2 separate regions of the Salmo salar genome follow, and region 1 is linked to region 2. A link is a contact called in public Hi-C data. All regions are on one chromosome and are shown on one strand. Each heading gives the region's core, a stretch centred on a gene start, on an enhancer-like site or on the middle of the called end of the contact. The rest is flanking DNA. Distances are from core to core; before and after follow the strand shown. Region 1 overlaps LOC123743785 (leucine-rich melanocyte differentiation-associated protein). Region 2 holds the start of znf503 (zinc finger protein 503).

What was found. A called contact is a pair of places that touch in the nucleus more often than the background predicts.
Region 1: a Hi-C map of muscle shows a contact between it and region 2, with 6 times the contacts expected there. The contact joins the enhancer-like site here to the promoter of znf503 in region 2. A contact is called at or near these places in 2 of 3 Hi-C or Micro-C datasets (gill and muscle).

Annotation. Positions count from the first base shown.
Region 1 is chrssa01:74,629,494-74,635,147 of Ssal_v3.1, reverse strand. All of the region lies in intron 2 of LOC123743785 (leucine-rich melanocyte differentiation-associated protein), which reads right to left. Among protein-coding and RNA genes, the nearest start is that of LOC123743785, 98 kb to the right of the region's middle. Within about 2 kb of position 2,312, at least 1 of the 13 cell types and tissues checked has an H3K27ac peak or open chromatin away from gene starts, as enhancers often do. A contact at or near this core is called in muscle, where this site is marked.
Region 2 is chrssa01:74,510,079-74,516,622 of Ssal_v3.1, reverse strand. znf503 (zinc finger protein 503) reads left to right here and starts at 3,605. Exons shown (of 2, transcript XM_014206672.2): 1 at 3,605-4,217; 2 at 4,617-6,502. The coding sequence starts at 3,975. The coding sequence ends at 6,041.

The sequences.
Region 1 (5,654 bases), core at 1,063-3,562, 120 kb before region 2:
TCAGGGAAGTATTGTAGTGAGGAAGATGAGTGGTGCAGGTCCCTTCCCTTTCACATGAGCCTCATTGTGTTCATGAATGACAATAACCAAATGTGGTTTTCTATACAATTGACAGTATACTGTATAGGCTACCTTACTGCATGTAGTTAGTATTATATAAAAACAAACACGGAGAGTCAAGAAGATACGTAGCAATACATGCATACAGCTTCACTTCATGGTTGTTACACAGGCAACTTATGGATGAGCGACCCAAGCTACTAGAGGAGCAGCAAGGAGACGTTAAATCTGTCAGATGTGATGCCATTCATTCTACCCAGTATGCTCTCTGGGGATCCACATTTAAACAGATCACATTGGGAGGAGAGATCCATTACCCATCACAAGATCCCCATTTGTCCCCAATACTGTATCCCAATGGCTGGGTGACGCGCTACACTTTCCAATGCACCAGGGTTATTCATGACTTGACCTTATAAAAGTAAGTTGTATAATTTATGGCACTCAATTAAAGACATGCTCCGAAACTATGGCGACTTGTAAGTCTTTTTTTTAACTTCACGCTTTGGGCTGGATGTCTCAATGTGTAGTTCATACATGCATAATCTATGAGCAGAATTACTGTCTTACCTCAAATTAGCCACAAGATCCCTAGTTGGAAAGCTACTGTTTTCTGGAAGCTGTGCGGCACCATTTTCCCAAAATTGTCCTCCATGTGAGCCAGCCAATAAGCTTCTGCCCCTAGTCATTTGAGTGACAGCTAGCAAGAGGCACACAGAGCAAAGCGAGTGAGAGAGCAATGATGTGGTGCACATATCTGCGCATAAAGTATGTAAGGTAAACGTAGTACCCAATGTGGGGGCGGCAGCGTAGCCTAGTGGTTAGAGCGATGGACTAGTAACCGAAAGGTTGCAAGTTCAAATCCCCGAGCTGACAAGGTACAAATCTGTCGTTCTGCCGCTGAACAAGGCAGTTAACCCACTGTTCCTAGGCTATCATTGAAAATAAGAATTTGTTCTTAACTGACTTGCCTAGTTAAATAAAGGTAAAATTCAACAACAAAAAAAAAATCTATTTTGCTCGTGAGCACTACTTCCAGAAGTAATTGCTAAAAAGTACACAAAAGTACTGGAGAATCTCTTTAATGCAATAACTTCCGTGCATGGTCTGTTTTCGAGAGATAAAACTATGCAGCCAGCAACCCTGTTAAAAAAAGCAGCCGAGGCAAAACCGCCGGCTTGATTTATGATGGTAAATTAAAAATAATGAAACATTTATGACAGGAATTTGCAGGTAGTCATAAAACTATTACAGAACTTCGAAGTTGCAGACATTTTATTTCTGTCCATTTTGTCTGTAAGCGATGCAAGACGATCTAATGTTGTGAAAAGACTAAGCCTATCAACTAAACAGTGCTAACAGTGTGTACTGTAGTAAAGGTGGGAGGTTAATTTATTGACAGCGCTAATGAATAGTTGCTGTTTCAGTGTTCAACGCCTCAGCTCCAGCTATAGACGCTAGCTGTGCACATTCAGGCTCTCTTGTGCATGAAAGCCGAGCCCCCGCTGGCATTTGAGACAGGGTGCCAGGCCATGATTGAATGAAAGCCCATCCTTGACTGACAAATGATATATTAAGCCTCCCGTCAGCGGAGGGGGACGGGACGGGGGAGTCAGGCATGTCAGCTACCTGCTCCATCCAGCACAACCTCCACTTGTCAATCTATTTGCCCTTCACTTGGCCAGGCCTCTAAACAAGATCTGAAATGTTATAAGGCCTGCGCGCCCTAGTTTTTCACTTGTACCATGTGTCCCTGCCCGGGCACTTAGACATATCAACCATGTGACTGGAAGAAATGAGTGTCTGCCTGCTATGAATGTCAGAGTATCATATTTAGAAGTGAAAGACCATTTGTTGGGGCTGATAGGTATATTGTCTGGTTCCCTCCCTGTGGGATATTAGATATTAGAGAAGCTCCAAATGATAGAGGATCGAGTCCAAGATATGAAATGTTGAAGAATGACACAATTAATCACCAAGAGAAATGTATTATAGGATATTGTATTTTGTACTGAGACATACAGTCTCAGTGTCCGTGTCCATGCCTGTGTTAGTGTGTACTAGGGGGTACTGTGTAGTGGGCAGGTGTGATTGTCCCTCTCCCCTGTCCTCTGACTGGGAGTGTGGCGCTGGGTGAGTGTTGATTGTGGATGATTAATGGGCTGGAGTACCAGGCAGAGAAAGGTCAACTCCTGGGTTGGAGAGGGAGCAGTTACACTGGGAGTAATTAAGACATTGTGTAAGCATGATTAATACACACACACACACAATTAATACACACACTCTGACGCTTGCCTGGTCAACAACCAGCTACCAGATGGTTCACACACATAGGCTGGATCCCAAATGGCACCACATATGCCCTATTTAGTGCACTACCTTCATGCACTCGATAGGGAATAGGATGACATTTGGGAAGTGCCCAGAGGCCTACGCAGCTGCTTTTTCTCCGCTGTGTAATGGTTACTAACTAGCTGTTTTTATGAATCATGGCAGATATTATTCCATTAAAGAGTTAAATGAACATACTGCACCTGTTTTAATGTGATCAGGATCAGAGCAGATCAGCAAGGCACAGGGTTCCATGGAGGGAGGGAGAGAAAGGACAGAAAAAGAAAACATATTTAGAATTACAATTCTGTTCTATTATTTTCTATTCTATTCTCGGTATGTAACATACAAGACATTGAAAGATCACCACCAGTCGACCTCGGATGACTTATTGCATGAGAAGATCAATCTACATCAATACTCTCCCTCCAATGGCCTCCTCACAGATGCCAGCAGTCAGCCCATTAGTAGCCTCTGCTCCTCTTTCTCAGCTTCATTTTCAATTTCAATGAGGTTATACCAGGGCAAGTATGGTGAAATATACTGAGCAGGTGTTAGGTTATAACCAGTCACATGCATGCAGTTATAGAATCATTTTAAAAAGTAGTACTAAGTTAAACCAAAACAGGATATAAACAGTGGGAAAAGTACATTTCTAAATAATAATCCTCTCTCCTCACTTTTTCCTTCCCTGTTTCCCTCCATCGCTCGCTCTCCCATCAATCCATTTCTCCTTCACTTGCTCTACTCCCCTTTCTCTCCTTGTATTCTCCCCTGTCATGTGATGGGGTCTACACTGAGGGATTAGCCTCATGGTACAGAGGCGAACTCTGGGAGACAGGTGTCACAACGCTCCGGTAACCACAGCCTAACCTTTTGCTTTTCATTTTTTTTTACATTTACATTTTAGTCATTTAGCAGACACTCTTATCCAGAGCGACCTACAGGAGAAATGTGGGTTAAGTGCCTTGCTCAAGGCACATGGACAGATTTTTTCACTGTTGCAATCCTCTGTCTAATTCACAAGCCCCATCCTATAGGAAACCCCATAATAACCACCACAGCAGGGTTTTCAAGTTCCACGACAAGCAACTCCCTGGCTCATCCGTCACGGTAGCACTTTATCTGAAGGGTACCTACATAAGGACTTCATAACACATTCATAACTCGTTCACAAGCAGCACATGGGCGTTTCAGTGTCACCACCGTCTCATTAGATGAGTGTTAAGTGTGCTAACGAGAGAAGAGACAGAGAGTTAAAGACATTCGTTTGAAATTTCATCTGATGATCCCTGACGCTAGATTAGCTTTACTGTACTGTACTAACAGTGGTACATTATCACACTGATTATAACTCATTATGAGAGGGCTGGGCTTAGGGGGCTGTAGAACTCAGACCCCATGGAGAGTACAAGCCAGGAGGGAAGGAGTGCTGACTTTAGCCCACCCTGGTACTTTTGTAGATTAACCCCATTTTATACAAAGAAATTGACACTATACTGTAGGTCTTTAACCAATCACAGCACTCCTTTAGGATTGAACATTTAGCAAATCACCAGCAGAGGGAATCCATTTTCCCATTCACTGTATTGGTGGTGCTCATTAAATTGATCAGCACTTTAAAATGAGCAAAAAACCCAGTCTGGAAATGTTATGTTCTTGTTGAGTACTGTTCCAAATAATATGTCTTAAAATTAGCAAAATCAAAAAGCTTACTTTTTAGATATTACTATTAATCATTTAAATGATGACTTAATTAATGTGACAATTCTTATTTCAGAAACTAGACAATCCATAAATGATTATGTTAGAACCCACTGTATGGAGTACAATGACACCAAGGTGCTGTCTGTATCATGTACGGTTCATAAGGTCTTACAGGAGGCTTGTGTAAGTCAAAAAACGCCTAAAAGTTTATCATGATTTTCAAAAAACAAATTGTGATATAAATATAAAAACTACGTCAAACATCCTTCCTCCCAATGAAGTTTCCTTGTGAAAATTGCCAGAACAATCCGAGATACCAAAAATATTTTGTGGCTACTAGTTCTGACTTTGCTTATAGCTACTTTATTGAGGAAAAATGTACTTTCTATGCCTGTGATATGTGGTTGTCCCACCTAGCTGTCTTCACTAACTGTAAGTCGCTCTGGATAAGAGCGTCTGCTAAATGACTAAAATGTAAAATGTATTGCCACGCCACAGTCATGTCCCACTATTCTAACATGGTTTCCTCTCCTAGCTCTACAGTCATGTCCCACTATTCTAACATGGTTTCCTGTCCTGGCGCTACATTCATGTCCTACTATTCTAACATGGTCTCATGCCCTTATCCCTAGAATAACTGTTCAGGTGAAGTCATTGCTCAGAAGAGCGAGTCTTCCATATTGCTTTTTCAAGATGGCTACCTTTATACAGATCATTATTCCCTTTCCACTCAGAATGATTATGATAAACTGTTGCCAGTATATGAGAGGTTAAATTAGAAACAGTTTGTTCGCTGGTAGATGTATACGTTTGTTGAACGAATCACCAGCTGTGGCTCACAATATAAAGTTTGAATATTTCATTTTTTCTCCCCAATTTCATGATATCCAATTGGTAGTTACAGTCTTGTCTCATCGCTGCAACTCCTGTACGGACTCGGGAGAGGCGAAGGTTGAGAGCCGTGCGTCCTCCGAAACACAACCCAACCAAGCCTCACTGCTTCTTGACACAATGCCTACTTAACCCGGAAGCCTGCCACACCAATGTGACGGAGGAAATACCGTACACCTGGCGACTGTGTCAGCGTGCACTGCGCCCGGCCCGTCACAGGAGTCGCTAGTGCGCGATGGGACAAGGACATCCCTGCCGGCCAAACCCTCCCCTAACCCGGACGACGCTGGGCCAATTGTGTGCCGCCCCATGGGTCACCCGGCCGTGGGAAGCCAAGTATGAATATTTCTGAACAGTCTGACATGCAGTAGTTTTGTCAAATAAAATCTAAATCCTCTGATGAAATGAATTGTGTTCATATTCCACCTGTATGCTATCATGCAATCTCTTTTACATTCATTTCAGATCGTATCTGGACCTATTGTTTTCATCAAATCATTACAATGATGATGACATACTGTACATTCATTAAAAACCAAACTACCTAGAGTCTCTTTCTCCTGTCTGTCAGTGGGACAGAAGTTCCTGCCTGTGTCAGCGTCTCCTCACATTAATAGTAAGTGAGTTAGGACATCAGGCCCGCGCTACTCAGCTCCACATGTCAA
Region 2 (6,544 bases), core at 2,356-4,855:
TAGCCTACTACAGAAAAGTGTGTAAATCATTATGCACACCAAAAAAGCAAAGAGCCTTCTATACAGTCGGAGACACACTCGCTGACTGTGCATAATTGAAAACGTATTTAACGTTTTTCATGTTTAAAGTATTAAATTATGTTATTCCTAGAGGCTTGTATAATTCAAAGACTCCCTCTATAAAATGTTAAATCTATTTCTAAACTCAATTTAATATAATATTTGTTATGTTGCCCTCGCTGTGCTAAAGAGGCATATCCCAAGTGCATTATTCCTATAGTGCAAAGCTGAAAGTCCAACTCACAACCCAAGCTAGCCTACTCCCGTTCTGCTGTAAATAATTATATTTACATCTAGGGAGTGATTCATAAAAATGTCGCCGTTATGAAATATATGGGGACATTTAAAACGTTCTATTTAAATATCATGAATTGTGGCCACGAAAAATGTGTTCCCATTTAAGGGTAATACTGAGTATTTGGTGTCTGGTGTAGAAGCTCATTCGTCATACGGACAATAGAGGGGTTTCGCCTGACGCTGGGAATTTATGGTTGCCCTTCTTTGCCCTAATAACTCACATATTGTGTCACAGGCTGACAGCCCTTGCAGAAAACAGCTAGGCTGCTGTTATCAATCACATATCTTTGCATATTGTGAAACTTTCTCACCCTGTTTTACCTGACAGACTCAACATTTGGAGGAATAGAAAGAAAGGGCCGTTTGCTCATTCTTGTTTTCCTTTAAAGTCCACAGCCTTTCAGGGTCATGAAAAAATATAATATTTGTCAGACACTTTTTTGCTTAGTTAGTTTCCACTTTGTAGGTCTATTACTACCAAAATAAATGTCACAATGTAATTTAATTGATTTATGTTTTTATTGTTTAACTTGTCAGACTACTGTTAAATATTAATGACAGTTTTGTGCACATAGGGTAATGAGGAAGGCATTCAGAAATTACACTCAGTAAAATATTATGGTCTAAAATGTTAAGAATAAATCATATCTAATGTCATTGTAGGCTATGCATCATATTAAATGTAAAATACATTAGGCTACAATGTAAATTCATTTTCGATATAGCCTTTATATTCTAAGCCTTATATTATAAAACTGCTATCATATAATGCTAGCCACTAGGCCTATATGAAAAGGCTACAATAAATTGAGCTTCGTGTGAATAGGCCTATAGGACAATGTCAAAAGTGACACTTGTAATATCGTAATGTAATATTCTAATATTCTGTCTATAATTCCTATATATGGTTAAACTATCAATTATGTAGCGTACATATTTTACACTAGTTCTATTTTGTATTTTCGCTTCCCAAAAAACGTCCCATTAGGCTATCATATAACGTCAAATATTATATCCTATAGTTTTCCTATCCCCTGTCAACCAGTGTCCCTCAATTCTTTGAAGGCCTAAAATAAATGTATTTACTTTTCCAGCTGTTTTTCTGCCCCCTGTGACCGTCCACTCCAGGTTTTCTTGCTCTCCAATGACCTGTCAAGCGGATTACCGCAGAGAGAGATTAATGGTAGAGGCGGGTTGCAATAATAATCGTTTTGTTTGAAGTGACAACTTTGATAGGCGTTGATTTACTTACAAACTGATAGGCTTTTAATTGAGCGCCTCCATTCCGATTGAGATGAAAGGAGGCCCCGCATTGAAAAGCTACCCGATTGCCCCCGAGCCTCAATACTGATTAGCCATCTCAGCGGTGAAGAGTTCAAGGTATTTTAAACTTCTTTTCTCAGCACTCTGACACACAATTTCTCTTTTCTCTTTCAGTCACCCCTCTTTTCTCCCTCTTAAATAAAATAAATCATTTTCATTGTATGTAGGCCTAAATAAAATCGAGTTGACATATAAAATGTCTGGACCAGTTTTTTGTTCCCTTTTCTTTGTCATTTTATTGGGGATATAACCATGTGCCAGAGGCAAATGGCAGGTTTTTACGATACGTTCAGAGATACGTTTGCATCTGCGGGAAAGTGGTTATTGTTTGTATTGCTGAAAACCCAGGCCATTATGTTTGACTTAGTAAATGTGAAACTTAGGCTACATGTTAACATGTGTTGGATACGATTGGCACCTGTCCAGAGTGACTTTTCTATGGGGAACTTTGCCCCCCACTAACTGTGTTGTTGTTCTAAGTTTTAAAAAGTATTCTATATAGCTTGCTAAGCAGCACTACTAGATTGACATTTAAAAACACGTTCTAGTCAGAAGGAATGGGGCACAAATTAGCCTTTTTTACTTTATTTTAACAATGAAGCAAATTACATTAAAATGTATTGAATTGTAGGCTAATATTAGCCATAAAGTTACATTTATATAAACGTATTGAAGTCCATTAGGGCATACCAATTATTGTCCTTAGACAGGAACATGAACATCGCTCTGGATAAGAGCGTCTGCTAAATGACGCAAATGAAATATAATAGTAGACATTGAACTATTTCTGAGAAATTAACAAACATCCGAGCACTAAAAGTTCATGGCATCTTTTGAGCCGTTTGGGACACTTTCTTTGTGTGAAGTATTTGACAGGAAGGGAAAAAGTTTACTTAAATAGTCCTGTGAATCTGCGACAGAGCGGGTTCTTCGGTCGCTATGCCTGCGTTAGTCCTTATAAAATCTGGTTAGCCTCGTCCTTTAATTTTCTGCTCAAAATCCTTATTAATTTGCAAATACCGTCCTAAATTCCATGGACACCATAGGCTATGGAGAAGTGGCATAGTCTAGCGCGTCGCTGTCTACCTATTGTCGATGCTTATACAAATTGAATTTAACACGAGGATGATTTATTTCGTCCAAATGAAGTGTCTCTTTTCTCAGATGCCTCTCTCTCTTTTCCATTTGTCCTTTTCCCCATGCAGCCACGCTCGCATGTAATCATCTACAATAGCTGACATAAATCAAGGCAGGATTGACAGCCACTGACAAATACCTGATTGATTGCGGTGGAGCAGAATTGACAGTTGACGGAGGCGTGAAGATAGAAATAGAAGGGGGGTGTATATTATACTGAAAACATGTGACATTCACATACCTCCATCACTGCATTGGTCTGTTCCTGTCAACGCTTGTCTGATTGGGGAATTCAAGCTGAAGTAGTTGATCTTCTGGTTGTGGAATATAATTTATATAGGAACATGTCTGTAAACTAAGATACAGGCTTGTATTGATTGATTCAAGATCTTGGTAATATAGCTCAAAGGGTGCCGAAAACATTTCTTATTACTGCATTAGTCTCTAGAGAACAAACTAATAATTAGGCTATTTAATGCATGCTATAGTTTCATTAATACATTTCCCAACTCCTAAATATCATGTAGCCTATATGCCTTCCAGTAATAACCATTACCACATCGCCTACCTCTACAGCCAAATACTTTCACTGTTTTGAAAATGTCAGAAAGACTACTATTTCCAGACTTGGGTCTATACACTTTTTTAGACATTGAAAAAACAAAACAAGCCTAGCCTCAATGATGGTGAGAGTCCGTGAGAGCGCACACAACAACCCAACTATTCCTCCTCACTATCTCCTCCCCCGAGCTGTCAATATAGAGGCGCTTACAAAGAGGCAACGTCACATCCCCTTGACCCTCCAATCACCTCGGGGTCCCATTTGATTGGAAGGCGGCAAAGGCTTTAATCTCGGACTAATTCAGATGCTTTTGAAGTGAACATTTCTACCAGTTCGTACTTCGGGAGTATAGAGCGCGGACAAGCCGGGAGACACAGAACGCGCTATGCCCATGGTGAAAGACGCAGCCACGGATCCGCGATAACCTCGCACTCACTCTCTTCTTCCTGCTTACCAACCGCACCTTCTTCGTTTCCTCTCATTATACGGATTATTACACGCAATATCACTCTCTTGATTTTCGAAAGAGGTTGTATTTGCTTTTCTTGATGAATCTGATAAATGAATTACCGACTAATTTCGTGAGAATTGGGACATGATCACATCGCCCTCGGTATCTGCTCTGAGAAATAGTAGTATTCATCTAGTCTGGGAGAGCATCGACTCTCGGAATATCATCAACAAGCCTTTTCATCACTCCGTTCCCCCGTCGGACCATCTACGGCAAGCTAACCGAGTCCCCATCAAGGTTTTGAAAATGCTTACGGCACGATCAGGACACATTTTGCACCCAGAGTATCTTCAACCGTTACCATCTACTCCGATTAGCCCTATTGAGGTAAGATTTCAAAAAGACTAGTAGAATGAATGCTTCAAAGTTTCATGTTTGTTTTGTAAGCATTACACATAGAAACAGTTATCCCGGAATGTAAGACATGGAATAGCATAAAAGAAAACATATTTATTATATCGAAGTGGAAATGTGGGCTATTCTATTATAAAGATGACTTGTAAAGGAAATTGTTATGAATTTAGGAAATGGGAATCTTAAATCTACTCGTAGAGCGCGGCTATTCTCGCGTAAAAGCTGCGCATTGCGCACAATTATTTTGGATAAGGACTCGGACATTGCGTTTCTGGTTGCATTTCGACCAAAAGTCCTATATTGTTTGAGATTGTATATATATATATTTTTCAGTACTCGATTTGTAAATTATAGGTCTTGTTTTCTCTACAGCTAGATGCTAAGAAGAGTCCGTTGGCACTGCTGGCGCAGACATGCTCTCAAATCGGTAAACCTGACCCCCCTCCCTCCTCCAAACTATCCTCTATTACATCAAATGGATCTAGTGACAAGGAGTCCAAATCCGGTCCATTAAAAATGAGTGACATCGGTGTGGATGACAAATCCAGCTTCAAACCCTATTCGAAACCGTCAGATAAGAAGGACTCGTCCTCCGGCGTCTCGAGTGGAGAGAAGACTGGTTTCCGAGTGCCGAGCGCCACCTGTCAGCCATTCACGCCACGGACAGGCAGCCCCAACTCTAGCACTTCTGCCTCGCCCATGCCGTCAGAGGGGAAGTGTGGAGACAGGGAGGACAAGAAAGATTCAGATTGTAATAAAAATGGCACAACGGACGGATCTGGAACCACTAACAGCCACAGCAGGATAAGCGTGAGTTGCGGTGGAATTAACGTGGAGGTGAACCAGCACCAGGAGACAACGCCTGGGTCCAAAGCCATGTCTTCGGAATCCTCCTCTCTAACCTCCGTTTCCTCTGCTTCCGGACTCGGGTCAGGACTTGTAGCCCCAGTCTCTCCTTACAAACCGGGTCAGACAGTTTTTCCCCTGCCGCCTGCTGGCATGCACTACCCCGGGAGTTTAGGGGCCTACGCTGGTTATCCCCAACACTTCCTCCCTCACGGCGGGAGCCTGGTTAACGCACAGCTGGCCAGCATGGGCTGCAGTAAGGCCGGATCCAGCCCCCTGGCCGGGGCCTCTCCACCCTCCATCATGTCAGCCAGCCTGTGTAGAGACCCTTACTGCTTAAGTTACCATTGTGCCAGCCACTTAGCGGGCGCTGCCAGTGCCTCTCAGCAGTGCCACGACAACGCAGCTGCCGCGGCCGCCAACGCGATGAAATCCGGGTACCACCACATGTACCCGACACACCTTTTGCACGGCATGCACTCCTCTCCGCAATCTTTCAGTGGACATCCTTTGTACCCCTATGGTTTCATGCTCCCCAACGACCCCCTTCCTCACGTCTGTAACTGGGTGTCAGCGAACGGACCCTGCGACAAGCGTTTCTCCTCATCCGAGGAGCTGCTGAACCACCTGCGGACGCACACCGCCTTCACCGGGGCGGAGAAGTTGATATCGGGTTACCCTAATTCCTCATCTTTAGCTAGTGCTGCGGCTGCTGCGATGGCATGCCACATGCACATGCCACAGTCAGGAGGCCCTGGAAGCCCTGGGACACTGACGCTGAGGAGTCCGCATCACGCGTTGGGACTAAGCAGCCGTTACCATCCGTACTCCAAGAGCCCCCTGCCTACCGGAGCCCCTGTCCCTGTCCCCGCAGCCACCGGGCCATACTACTCCCCCTATGCCCTGTACGGCCAGAGACTCACCACAGCATCAGCGCTGGGATACCAGTGAAACACACTTGACTTTTGAAAAGTTTATAGTTATAAAAATGCAAATATAAAGACTTTTATATCAACGCTCAACCTAAGGGCGGGATCCGTGAACTCGGTATTTATTTATGTCGGCTGAAGGCGGATGATAATAGCTACAAATGGAAGACATTTGAGAGACTCAAAGTGCATTATGTTTAAACTGAACTCTATAGGTAAAGTGAAAACACACATGGTAGAATACTAATAGGCTAAAATAAGGGTTTTCATTTCGATGTTCATTTGAAATTGCTATGATTGTATTGTTCTTATTTAATGTCTCATTGAGAAGAGAATTATTTACATGCATGTTTGTTTCTTAAAATCCCAAATTGTCCACATCATTTTAAATTGTTGTTATTTTTCAGGTGTATACCATGGAAAGAGAATTGGTATTTTTTTTTGTATGTATTCTGGAAAAATAAGAAACAATTCTGTTCCATATTTCCGTGTGCCTCCTTTTATGATTATAACAATATCTACATT